Regions from separate parts of the Sus scrofa genome. Here all the other regions are linked to region 1. Evidence: chromatin contacts called from public Hi-C data. All regions are on one chromosome and are shown on one strand. Each heading gives the region's core, a stretch centred on a gene start, on an enhancer-like site or on the middle of the called end of the contact. The rest is flanking DNA. Distances are from core to core; before and after follow the strand shown. Region 1 holds the start of TESK1 (dual specificity testis-specific protein kinase 1). Region 2 holds the start of FAM214B (protein FAM214B). Region 3 holds the start of VCP (valosin containing protein).

Region 1 (4,134 bases), core at 708-3,207:
CTTCGCGTCGGATCAGACAGTTCTGAGATACACATATCGCATCCATACATGCCCATCACGTTCGGTTCTCTGATCTCCCAATATACGCCCCAAAGACCTGTCACTTCAGAATAATCCCAGCCCTCTCTAATCTTCCAGTTTGCCAATGCTCCCCCATCTTTCAACGTCATCCATCACTCCAGAAACAGCACGATACTCAGTCCCTCAGAGCACTCCCCCTCATCCCAGTCCTCCCCTCTTTCCAATGTCTTGCTACTCCAACATCCTGATGTCTATTACCCACACTCTAATATTCATGGGCTAGTTACAATCTAATAAATCTCAAATCTCCTTTCATGCCCCCACCCACCTGGCCAGCCTACCTTGGAGGTGAGGTCTCGATGGAATACACCTTTGGCATGCAGGTACCGCAGGCCCCGGGCGATGTCCAAAGCCAGGCGGAGCCTGACAGGCCAGGATAGGGGTTCAGGGGAGCTGAGCAGCTGTTCCAGAGTCCCCCCATTCATATACTGGGTCACAGGGGTAGGAGAAGGGGAATGAATGTCAAGATTTCAGTCAGTAGCCTAGGTCTCCCACTTTTAAGCCAGGGGACCCAGGAGGATCACAAAGTCAGGAGGGTGAGTCTGCTCTAGGGCTCCTCCATTCATATCCTGAGCCTGTCCTGTCCCATACACACGCACAACTATTTAAATTTAAACAAAATGGAACATTCAGTTCCTCAGTCACACTAGCCACATTCCCAGGGATCCTTAGCCACATGTGGCTAGTGGCTGTGGTTTTGGACAGCGCAGATATAGAACATTTTCATCTTTGCAGGAAGATCTATTGGACAGCACCGTTCTAGAGGATATAAAGGACGGGACCAGCTGAGGCCTTTTATTTGTGGTTTGCCTAAAGGGAAGTTCAGGAAAGCCTCCCCTGGGAGGACGTCCTGCTGCCCCTCATTATTCGTCTGTAGATGCACCAGGCCGCTGACTCGCCCCTTGGTGGTGGGGTCCCCCCTTGCTGGTTCATCCTCACCTCTGTAAGAGCATGCAGCTGTCCCTGGTGCACACAGACCCCCATGAACCTGGAAGAGGATGGGAAAGACAGCAAGGTAGTCTGGAAGAGTCCCGGCCCCTGGACAGTTCCCACTTTTCCCGCGGGATCTTTCCCCCTCCCCCAGCAAGCGGTTGGGGCCGCTCACCTTAGGATGTTGGGGTGCCGAAGTCGGTTCATCAGCTGCACCTCCCGTAGCGTGTTTCCCCGGTTACTGGGGAGTCTGTTCATTTTCAGCACCATGACTTGCCCTGACTGTCGGTGCCGAACCTGGGGGCAGCAGGGGCTGGCGAGTCCCGCGCAGGTCGGGCGAAACGCCAGGGTCTGGGCCCCCTTGTCCCAGCCTCGCGTCTAAGGCTCGGTCCCGCCCCTCTGCCCTCTCTGCTGGTCCTACCTTGTAGACCTCAGAGAAGAAGCCGGCCCCGATCTTCTCCGCGCAGTGGAAATCGTCCACGCGTGCCAAGCTGGACACCGCGCTGCGGAGAGCCCGGTAGGAGGAGGGGCGGCCCCGGCCCGGGCCTCCGCCCGCGCCCCCCGGCCCCGGGGGCCCCTCCCCCGGCGCCTCTCCGGGCCCGGGCCCGGGCCCAGGGCCCCGCAGTGGGGGCCGTTCCCCGGCCATGGCCGGGCCCCCCAGCCCGGGCCTGCCTCACATGGCAGGGTTCCCGGGGCCCGGGCAGGCCGCGCTCGCCATGGGTGCGGGCCCAGCCGGATCCGGGGCGCCGGAGCTCCCACTCCCTCTCCCGCCCTGGAGAATGGAAGATCTGCCGAAGCTCCTGGGCCCGCCCCCGCCGCGCCGGCTTGCTGCGCCCGGGTGGACGCCGCTCCGCTCGGCTCTGCGCAGGGCCTGGGCCTGGGCCTGGGCCGGGCGGTGGCGGTGGCGCTCCCGGGCGCCGGCGGGCAGGCGGGGGTACTCCCCGCAGGCGGAGGCGGGCGGGCGGGCGGGCGGCGGCTGCTCCACTTCGCCGCTGGGGCTCAGGCTCCGCGGCCTGCCGGGGGCGGGGCTGAGCCGGGCCTCTGCTTAACTCCTTCGAGCCCGCCTCGGGGCAGCGGCCACGCCCCCTCAGGTGCGCACCCCGCCACCAGTGGCCGGGACGCCCTAGGCTAGTGGGTCTGAGAAGTCGGGGTCAAAGAAGTTAAAGCCAAAGCTAAATAACGGAAGGGAATTAATGGCTCATTGTGCGTATGCGCAGCTCAAAGGTCTTTTAGCTGCCGTGAGAGCCCTTTCTCCCCTCCCTCCCTCGGGTCTCTGTCTTTTGAGGGCCAGGCTCTGGAAGCCGCCGGACTCCTGGACTCCATGGACAGGCAGGGTAGAAAAGTAGACCCCTCTGGTCCCGCCACAATCGGGGCAGCAACCTACCCACCTGCCCAGCCTCCGCCCTGGCCGAGCCTGCCCATTTCCCAGCTCTCGACCCTTACACTTTAAACCTCCGACTCCCTGACACTTTGTACCTTCCCCGGAGGTTGTGACGCCCCAGAGCTGTAGTGAGCCCTTGGCCAGCCCATTCCAGGTGTGGCCCCAAGTCCTGCTCACTCCATCCCGCCTCTCGCGAAAAAAGTTTAGATTCAGGGGCTTCTGCGCACTGACCACACAGCCTGGAGCCTCCTCTTACTATTTCGTCCACATGCCCTTCTTTCTCAAAAGAGAAGTCTCCACCTGTAGGGAAATATCCCACCCCTTGGCAAAACCCCGCCCCTCAAGGAGCCCTCCCCCTCAGAGAACCAACTCTTTCCTCAGTGAGAGTCTCTCCTTCAGAGGAACATCTCCGCAATGTGACCATGCCGCCAACAGTGTGTGCCAGAATCCCTCAGTGCGACACCCCTCCTCTGTCCGTCTCGCCCTTCCAGGGCGAACCCCACCTCTCAGAGCGATTCCACCCGTCATTGTGACCCCTCCTCTCAACGTGACTCCTCCCCTCGGTGTGGCCCAGCCCTCATCAGTGTGACTCTCCTAGGCAGGTACCGCCCCGCATTACGTAGGAATCCGATCTGCCCCCTCAGGCGAGAGGAGGATCTGCAGCCGGCCTCTAAAGCGGCGCGGCACCCTGAGTGCGCACGCACCGTCTCAGGACCCTGTGCGCATGCCATACCCAGCGTTTTTGGTTCTCCGCTGGCTCCTCCCCGTCCCGGTCATCGGCGGAATAGCCAATCATCGACGGGGGTGGGTGACGTCGCTCGATCCTGGAGTCCTGTCTAGGACGAGAGGTTGGGGACGTCAGTGAGCCTTTTGCCCCCTAGCGGCGGAGTGGAGGGCGGCGTGGTGGAGGCTGCGGGCCTCAGGAGTGAGAAAGGATGCCAACGAACTTGAGGCAACGTGGCTGAGTTCTCTTCAAGAATTCTAAAAGTACTATATTTCTATTTCTGTGGAAATCTAAAAAGAAAATTAATATACGCACAGTCCACATCCGTGTGGGTGACCGACTTCTAATAGAGTCTTGTCCCATTTTTGTGGAGAGTTGGAGCCACCAACTGTTTGTCAAGAGCTAATGAGAAAAGAAAAAGGAAGTCTTAAATTATAAATAATAGTGCAGTGGGGTCGAGAGAGGCCAGGTGCTGTCACAGTACAAGGGAAAGTTTCACACAAGTTTAAGGAGAAAACAAGAGAGATTCACAGTCCTTCCACAGCCAGTGGAGACAAACCAATCTTGAGAACCATCTGTGCCATGTGCATTGTAATTCATTCTTCCCGAGGCAGTTTGGTCTCAGCAAAACAAACTCATTCGTCACATTAAATGTTAACATCTACAACTATTTAATTTGTAAGTGTCCTTTCTATAGTTGTATAAGATCTATAAACACTAGGAATTTACGCCTCATTTTTTTGAAGTAATATAATTTAATTGGCCCGTGTCTGACCCTTTATCCAAGTTTAAGAATATCTATAGTTGTTAATAGTGATTCCTAGCAGAGGCGCCACGTTCCTGTTTTAGACAAATGATGATTGTTGTATGGAGGTGTGGAGACCGATTAGGAAGGAGGCTCTGGCAAGTCTTCAGTCAGGAGGGCATGAGGAACTCAACTAGGATAGGGGTAATAGGGAAAGAGAGGAGGAAATATTCAATTAGAATGGGAAGACTTGATTGATTTGTATCCAAAGTC
Region 2 (3,990 bases), core at 426-2,925, 430 kb after region 1:
ACAGTGACCTCAAACTTTGAGCTTTTTTCACTACACAAAACCCTTCCAACTTTACTCTCTCTAGGATTATACAGGTATTTGTATGATGATACAAACAAACAAGCCACATCAGGGCAGAAAAATTTTGTTTCTTTTTCACTTTTTGCCTAGCACACCATTTGGTGTTCAGTAAAAAGCATCTTAACGACTCACAGAAAGAAAGTCACAGGGACCTAAAGAATCTGAGACTTAGAGAGAAATTTAACAGGTCTGATCCTTCATAGTCCTCAGCACTGCCAACTCCACAGAGAAGCTCTGAGTTCTGCAAGGGCCCTGTGCTGCCATCTACCGGTAGCTGGCAAGCATCGACTCCCCATTGCTATCTCCAGAACCCAAAGGGTTGCGGGAAGTTGGAGAGTAGAATCAAACGCTAATTAAATTACAGAAGTGTAAATGTCACATAGTTTTTGTTTTGTTGTGTTTTGTTTTGCCTTTTTTTTAAAGGGCCGCACCCACGGCATATGGAAATTCCCAGACTACGGGTCAAATCAGAGCTGCCGCAGCTGCCAGCCTACACCACAGCCCACAGCAACACCAGATCCTTAACCCATAGGATTGAACAAAGCCAGGGACTGAACCTGCATCCTCATGGATACTAGTCGGGTTAGTTACCGCTGAGCCACAACAGAACTCCTGTCACATAGTTGATTTGACACGTGCAAAGCAAAGGCTCTACTTTTCTTCAGTGATTGCAGGCTCCCCTTACTCTGTAGTAACACTTAGGCTCATGAATTTCACAGACGACTCTCTGACCTATCTCTACAGGTACACATCTGACTCTTACTTCTTGTCTCCCAGAATTCAGACTCTCTTGAACAGAGTAGGCTGCAGAAATTATTCATCCTCACAGAGTTGAGACCCCGTCAACCAGATTTGCGCATTTTTACAGAACCCTGAGACCCCTTGTGCTACTTTGCAAGTCCCACAGACCTCCCCCATTAAGGCAAATACACGCGCTAACGCAGACGGCTTCACTAAGAGGCTCAAGTTCCGCAGGCTGCTCACACCAGCGCAAAAGCTTGAGAGGGCCTCATTCAGGCTCGGCGCCTTCAGGCTAACGCTTTGACCCTGGCTCTGGCTCCCCACCTCCAGCCTAATCCGGTCAGCCTAGGCCTCACACAGAGGGCACATGCCCCGCCCATCTAAACCTGTCATCACAGAAGCCGCACGTGGCCGGGGTGGGACCTCAGGCGACCTGCAGCCATCACTTTGTCTCCTCCACCATCCATTGGGACCACCACCACCAATCAGAGCCAGCGGTTCCCGGCTGGAGAGCGGGCGCCGGGGTGAGGCTAGTGGGAGAAGGGGCGGGGGGAGAAGAGGCTCAGAGATCTGAGGGGGCTAGCGTTGGAAAGGAGCTTGGCACCGGTTCTGCCAGGCTGGAATCCGAGTGGGCGGGTCCTAGTGACAAGCAAGGAGACCAAAAAGGGGCGGGGATTGGAGGGGACGACGGGCAAGCAGTGTTCAATGGGGAGACGCCGAGAAGACGAGAAGGGGCGGGGCCTTAGAGGGGGCGGGACCTGTATTACAGGGGAGGAGCCCCAGGAATTACAGAAACTAGGAAAAAGGACAAGCGGGGTGGGGGGGGAAGGTGGGAGGTGGGACAGGGGGAGGGTGGGTCTTGTCGTTGCGGGGGCGGGGCTCGCACCAAAGGGGCGAGGTTTGCCGGAGGAGGCTGCAGCTGGGGCAGCTGTGTAACTGCCCCAATCCACTACCTCCCCAGGTGCAGCGGGACTCACGGAACTGCAGGTGTGGGGTGGGGTGCGTGTGGAAGAAGGGACAAGGACCGGGGTGCGCTTGGGCAGACATGAGGAGGTGGGGATCGCTTTAGGGAAGGAGAGAATTGGGAGAAATGCTGGGGTAGGGTGGAGTAAAGCAGAGTTAGGGGAGGAGCTGGGGCTCACTGTGTGGGCTAGGAGGTGCATTCTCCGGTAGCCCTTGTGGGGGAGGGGCGGGAGTGCTTTGTGAGGGTGGGAAGTACTAGGTAGGGGGTGAAGTCTTTATCTTGAAGTGGAGGGTTGGAGAAGATACTTGAGGAGGAGGGACTCTGAAGGAGCTTAGGGGGAAAGGGAAGAGGGGGTGTTGTGTGATGGAGAAGGGCTGGTGGTCCAGAGTGTGGGAGGGACAGATGGCCTGTGTGGAGGAAGAAGGGATGGGGCTGTGGGCACTCTGCGAAGGGAAGGGGTTGCAGGCCCCAGCTGGGGAGGGAAGAACCCCTAGTGCTTTGAGAAAGTGTGGGGGCATTATAGAGATTCCAGGAAGATGTTTGTGTCCTGTGTTTTAGGAATGAGGGTGATGAAATTGCTGGGGTGAAGAAGCCCGTCTGCAGTGCTCCTGGCTCCTCAACTCCTAACTCCACCTTCAGGCCTGAGCACTCTTAGAGAGGATCTAGGCCCCACTTGCCACTAGGGCTTGTGCGACCTTCTCAGGCAGCTCTGGATCTGTCTGGCTGAGTCTGGGTTTTTTGGTTTCTTTTTTTCCCCCTTCGTTGGTGTCTCTGGGGACCCTTCCCCCATTCTGTTCCTGTTAACCCCCCACTCTAGTTCCTGTTCCTTCTAGAAGCTTGCCTTGGTCCCTGTCTTCCCCCACCTCCCCCACTTTGCTCTGCCCTTATGTTCTGGGTGTGCTCATTTCCCACTTCCTTCCTCGCCCTGGGGCCTGGCCCGGTCCTTGCATGTCTAGGAGCTGTGCCTGCCCCAGACTTTGTACTCAGTGGCCAGAGACCTAATAATTAGCAGCAAGGCCCAGACCCCACCCTCACTACTACCAAGGTCTTTCCCAGCAGGCCCCCAAGTGAATGGTAGACACATTTTTACCACTTGCCACAAATGAAATTTCCCCACACTTTTCCTTCTCCTGGGTAGGTAACATTGCGACCGTCAAAAATTCTGGGTGTCTGTAGGAGGGGAAAATAATAAGTACTAAGGGTCTTTGATGCATGTTTGGAGAGGTGGGTCACTATTGTCATTTGAACTTGAGAAGGGATGTGAGGTTGCAGCCTCTGCTGGGGGAGGAAGAAGGAATGGCTCCCCATACTCCTGACCTGGAAGCTGACTGTCAAAACTGAGACTAGGGCCTAGTCCACTTGGGGGCTCCTCTGGTTCCCTGAGGGGACCTGGTGTAGGGCCAGAGTTCATTTTGCCCCTGGGCTGGCTGGGACAGGGTGGGAAAGCCCTGTTTTCCACACAGTGGCTGAATGAGTGTGACAGTGTTGCTGAAAGGGGCCCCAAGCCAGCCTCCTCTGGCTGAGAGACGGGTTGGTGGGGAGGAGGGGGTGCTGAGGCCAGACAAAGCCTTGGGGTAGGGTGGGGTAAAGGAGGGCAGGCTGAAGCCTTTTGAGGAGGAGCTGATTGCTATGGCAACACAGCTTCCCAGTCTGTCTCTCAGAGAGGCGGGCCTAGGGCAGACTCACTCCAGCTTCCTCTGGACTAAGGCATTCGTGTGAGTGGGTGGGGCATGAAGAGAAAGAGCATCAGTTTGCTGTGCAGAGGCTGGAGTATATGGCCTTTCTGCTTCAGAACGATCAGCGGAGCTTTCAGATGCTTGGACTCATCCTCTGGAAATGGATTTGAGTGAACAATAGCCATTAGAATCATAGCAATATAAGGTCAGAGCTGTAGAGGCTCTCAATGGTCATCATTTATACAAACTCATTTTACAGATTTGGAAATGAACAGAGACTGAGATTTTCTCCAGATCTCATAGTGAATGAACAGGTGTTAGAACCCAGGTCTCCTGATTGCTGTTCACTCAGCTCAGGGCTCATTGTTTCTTTCAACTAGAGTTTACTGAGCACCTATTTTGTGCCAAACACCGATGCTGATTCTGAGAGTACCAGCACGAATAAAACAGACAAAGTTGCTGCTCTCATGGAGCTTCCATTTTAATAGGGAAAGAAAGAAGTGTGTGTGTGTGTGTGTGTGTGTAGGGGGGCAAGCAGGAGAGGGAGAG
Region 3 (3,734 bases), core at 616-3,115, 470 kb after region 1:
TTTTTGCTTTCAGGTCTCTCCCCCTGTACCTAGAAACCTATTTGGACTGGATCCGTCCCCCTGACCGTGAAGCCCTTCTTGAGGAATTTCGGACATCTCTGCTCTAGACCTGTGACCTGAAGGTGCTATGTTTCCAAGAACCTGATCTTGGGCTTCAGTGAGCCACCTGTCAGGAGGGCTTTCTGCTAATACACTCCTTGGGGAGTGTGGCTAGAGCTGACCATTCCAATATAAGTCTGACATTAGAGAGGTTGGTGGTAGTCCTGCAAAATTTGTTCTAGTTACTGGTGTTCTGGTTCCAGAAAAAGCCCCTCTTCCAACAACAAGGCACTGACTTTATTGATAGTACCTTTTTTTCCTGTTTACCTTTTTATGTTTTGAATAAAATTTGATATCTATCTTCTGTCTGCTTACTGCACATACTTGAGTGGGAAGGCTCACAGCTGGCTGATTCAGCTGAGTGCGGGTTGTCTAAGATGCCCTCTCCCAATATCATCTATCTTATGATCCTCAGGAGAAAGGGCTACAGGAATCCTTACTCAGGAATCAGTGCCTTTAGTCCTTCTTGCCAAAAAGGCGAGTACCCCTGCAAACCCAGGATCCTAGGTGAGGCGACAGAATGAGTGGAGTTAGGTAGGTCTGGAAGGTGATTCTTAGAAGGAAGGGACAAGCAGACCTCTGAGTCTGTTAGAATGACACCTCACCCCCTCCCTAATCCAAATTTGGGATTCGATGGTCTTAGTCAAATGTGTCTCTATGGTTAGAGGGTAAAGGATGAATTAAGTCACCATACCACCAAAGCTGCCTGTTGAATATAGTCAGGGCAAGCTGGCATTTTGGGTCCAAGGTCATCAAGTCTCAGCAATGTTTTTTTTTTTTTTTTCTTCTGCTTTAGGCTCTATTGAATCTGTTTGTGTTCTGCGGTTGCTATTTTTTTTTCCTTTTTTTTTTTTTTTTGGCCTCGCCCATGGTAGGCATGCGGAAGTTCCTGGTCCGGGGATCGAACCTCTGCCACTGCAGTGACCCAGGCCCCTGCAGTTATAACGTGGGTCATTTAACCTGCGGAGCCACAAGAGAACTACCTGTGGTTGTCTTTTGATTCCTCTTCGGAATTGAGTGTCCTTTGCATAGCTATTAATATTAATACCCAATGGTAAGAAGGAGCACATACCTCCAAGCCCTGCGGAACTATAAAGCTTGTGGGATTAGGATTACCAGAGGGTGTAATGACAACAGGGAAGAGTGGATTAAGAGCTGGAATGCTAGCCAAAGAGTCCGGAGTAGAGGTGGCTGGAGCCAGCGTTTTGAAGGAGCAAGGAGAGGGGTTAGAGTGCATACTCAGGTTTTGGAAGAAAATGGGTGTGTGGGTTATCACTACAAAAGGACTAGACTAATACAAGGGTTCAATCCATTGTGCCAGGTTCTTCTAGCCGGATAAACTCAGGAGCCAATGAACTGGAGCCAAGTGGGAGAGTCAGCCTCCCAGGGTTAAAGGCTCTCCTTTCGCCAGTCGATCTGGCCCCATTCCTTTCGTTGATTGGTCGAGAGTCCCAATCCGTCGAGGAAGCGTAGCGTTGCGGCCAATTGACGTGGCGTTACTAGGCGTGTTGCATCCCTGAGGCGGGAGCCGGGCCGCAAGCGAATTTCCTGATTGGCTCTGGTCCGCGGGTTGCTGGGGAGAGGAGGCACGGAGAGGCGGGCGGGAGTACCCAGGGCAGGCGCTGATTGGCTGAGTTGTGAGCACCTCTCCTTCCGATGATTCGGCTCTTCTCGCCTCAGTCTTCGCAAAGCGTCTGCAGCCGTCGTTTGAGTTGTCGCTGCCGCTGCCCCCTCGCGGATCAGGCGCTAGCGTCCCCCGCCCGCTTACCGCCCTGGTGCCTCTGGGAGGAAGCGAAAGGGAGGCCGTCTGCGGGTTTGTCGTTGCCGCTCACCCTCCGCCCGGGAGAGCCGAGCACCGGCCGAGTCGGTCGCCTGCCACCCTTCGTAGCCGTTACCTGCGGGCCGCCACAGCCGTTGGCCGGGAGAAGCGCGCGCCATGGCCTCCGGAGCTGAGTGAGTGTGTGCGCGCCCCCCGTCCTCCCGCTGCGAGTGCGCGCACTGGGAGATCCCCTGCGTTGGGTAGGCCCGGCCAGGCCTGCTTGTGGGCGCGTCTAGGAGGTGGAGACAGGGAAGGAGGGAGACGGAAGGAGAGGAAGGGGGCGAATGAGGAGCCGCGGACCCCGCTGGGCCCGGCCGCGCACCCGTGCGCCCCCTAGGCGGGGCTTGCTTTGGGCCTGGGTCGGGGCCTGGGCCGGATCGTGCTGTGTCATGCAGGCCCGGGGCGGCCTGATTGGCTCCTCTCGAACGGCTGTCCTGTCCTAGTGAGGTCTGAGGGCCCACGCTGCCGGCACGGAGCCCCGGGGCCTTGGGGTGTCCACCTGCGATCCAGTCTGCCACCCGTTGTAGGCCTTTGGTCCCCGGAGAGTGCAGGCCACTTGGGCCTGACGCCCTAACTGGGCCCGGTGGGCGTGGACTTTGAGCCACGTGAAGGCCTTAGGAGCCGGGAGACCGAGACCGAGGAGGAGGCCGGAGCAGTGCAAGGCCGGGCGAGCTCAGGGGAGCTCCCGACGGCCCTTTTGGATCCGGGTGGGTCTGGCCCGTGGTTGGCATCCTCTACGACCTGAGTAGTGAGAGGCTGTTACCGAGAGGGCGGGCCCTGCCTTTCCCATCTGGCCTTCTTCATACTTTATTATTCCTGTTTTATTCATATGGGAAGGCTATAGTCAGTTTTCAATAATGTTAGGAAGTGGGGTTCATTAGGTTCTTGCTAAAATTCGAATCTCAGTTCGTATTTTGTGGGCCTTTCTAGATTTCAGCCTTTTGTGGTGTGAAGGTTAGAGTTGCCCTAACTTCTCAAACACACACAGCCTTTTACCTATGTGGAGAAATCCTGAGCTCTCTATTCCTCAGGAAAGCATCAGATAAAACCTGGCTACCTCTGCCCATTTTAGAATCAAGAGCTTTAGATACTGGGGGAGTTGGGGTGGGGGAGGAGAACACTGCCATCCTATGGAAACTCTTCTATGCAAAGCACCTTCCAGACTTGAAAGTTCAGTTTTTTGAGGTGTTCCTTTTTTTCAAGTTTCTGAACCGAGGTGAAGTATTTATTACTGAGGCGCCTATTGAAAAGGGCTGCTTATTAATACTTAAAGTACCCTCTTTAGTTTCCAGTACTAAAAGTCGAAAATTCTTAGAACCTGGCATCATAGACAGTTTATCTCTAGGTCATCTTGATGACTCTTAACTGAACTCTGTCCACGCCCCCTGTGGCCCACTGGGGTCCTGGAAGAGGGCCTTGACTCATGCAGGAAACCAGAGGAAGGTCCCCAAAGAGCCTCCAGGACTGTTGTCAGCCCATGATCAAGCTGACTTCCCTTGTTTAGAGGTTACCTCTTTCGATCTCAGGGGACAGATGTAGAATTAAAGGTCTTTACTTTAAGGGCAGAACATATCAGTCATCTCCAGTGCTGGGCTCAGGAGTGGTAGGCAGATTGGAGGTTTTCCTAGAATACAGCTTTGGGGTTAGAATACAAACTCTGATGACCAGAGGCAACTGGTATTTTATTTCTCTAACCCTAATCCTATACATCCAACTGGAAGATGGACAGCCCTTAGAGGGTATTTTGATGCATGGAGGAGAGGGAGAATGGATGGATTTAAATTGCCCTCGACTCTCACATTGACCATGTTTGCTC

Evidence for each region. A called contact is a pair of places that touch in the nucleus more often than the background predicts.
Region 2: a Hi-C map of skeletal muscle shows a contact between it and region 1, with 4 times the contacts expected there. The contact joins the promoter of FAM214B here to the promoter of TESK1 in region 1. A contact is called at or near these places in 3 of 5 promoter capture datasets (fetal liver, fetal skeletal muscle and liver), 9 of 47 Hi-C or Micro-C datasets (embryonic fibroblasts, heart right ventricle, liver and 5 more) and 2 of 2 datasets of contacts at active chromatin or transcription factors (alveolar macrophages and skeletal muscle).
Region 3: a Hi-C map of skeletal muscle shows a contact between it and region 1, with 5 times the contacts expected there. The contact joins the promoter of VCP here to the promoter of TESK1 in region 1. A contact is called at or near these places in 4 of 47 Hi-C or Micro-C datasets (heart right ventricle, liver, mesenteric adipose tissue and 1 more) and 1 of 2 datasets of contacts at active chromatin or transcription factors (alveolar macrophages).

Annotation. Positions count from the first base shown.
Region 1 is chr1:236,338,983-236,343,116 of Sscrofa11.1, reverse strand. TESK1 (dual specificity testis-specific protein kinase 1) reads right to left here and starts at 1,957. Exons shown (of 10, transcript XM_003121984.4): 1 at 1,433-1,957; 2 at 1,187-1,308; 3 at 1,021-1,069; 4 at 363-509; 5 at 1-22. The coding sequence starts at 1,657.
Region 2 is chr1:235,904,827-235,908,816 of Sscrofa11.1, reverse strand. FAM214B (protein FAM214B) reads left to right here and starts at 1,675. Exons shown (of 9, transcript XM_013986310.2): 1 at 1,675-1,762.
Region 3 is chr1:235,867,737-235,871,470 of Sscrofa11.1, reverse strand. It overlaps VCP (valosin containing protein), which reads left to right and starts at 1,865. Exons shown (of 17, transcript NM_214280.1): 1 at 1,865-2,052. The coding sequence starts at 2,036. FANCG (Fanconi anemia group G protein) reads left to right here. Exons shown (of 14, transcript XM_003121983.6): 14 at 14-398. The coding sequence ends at 107.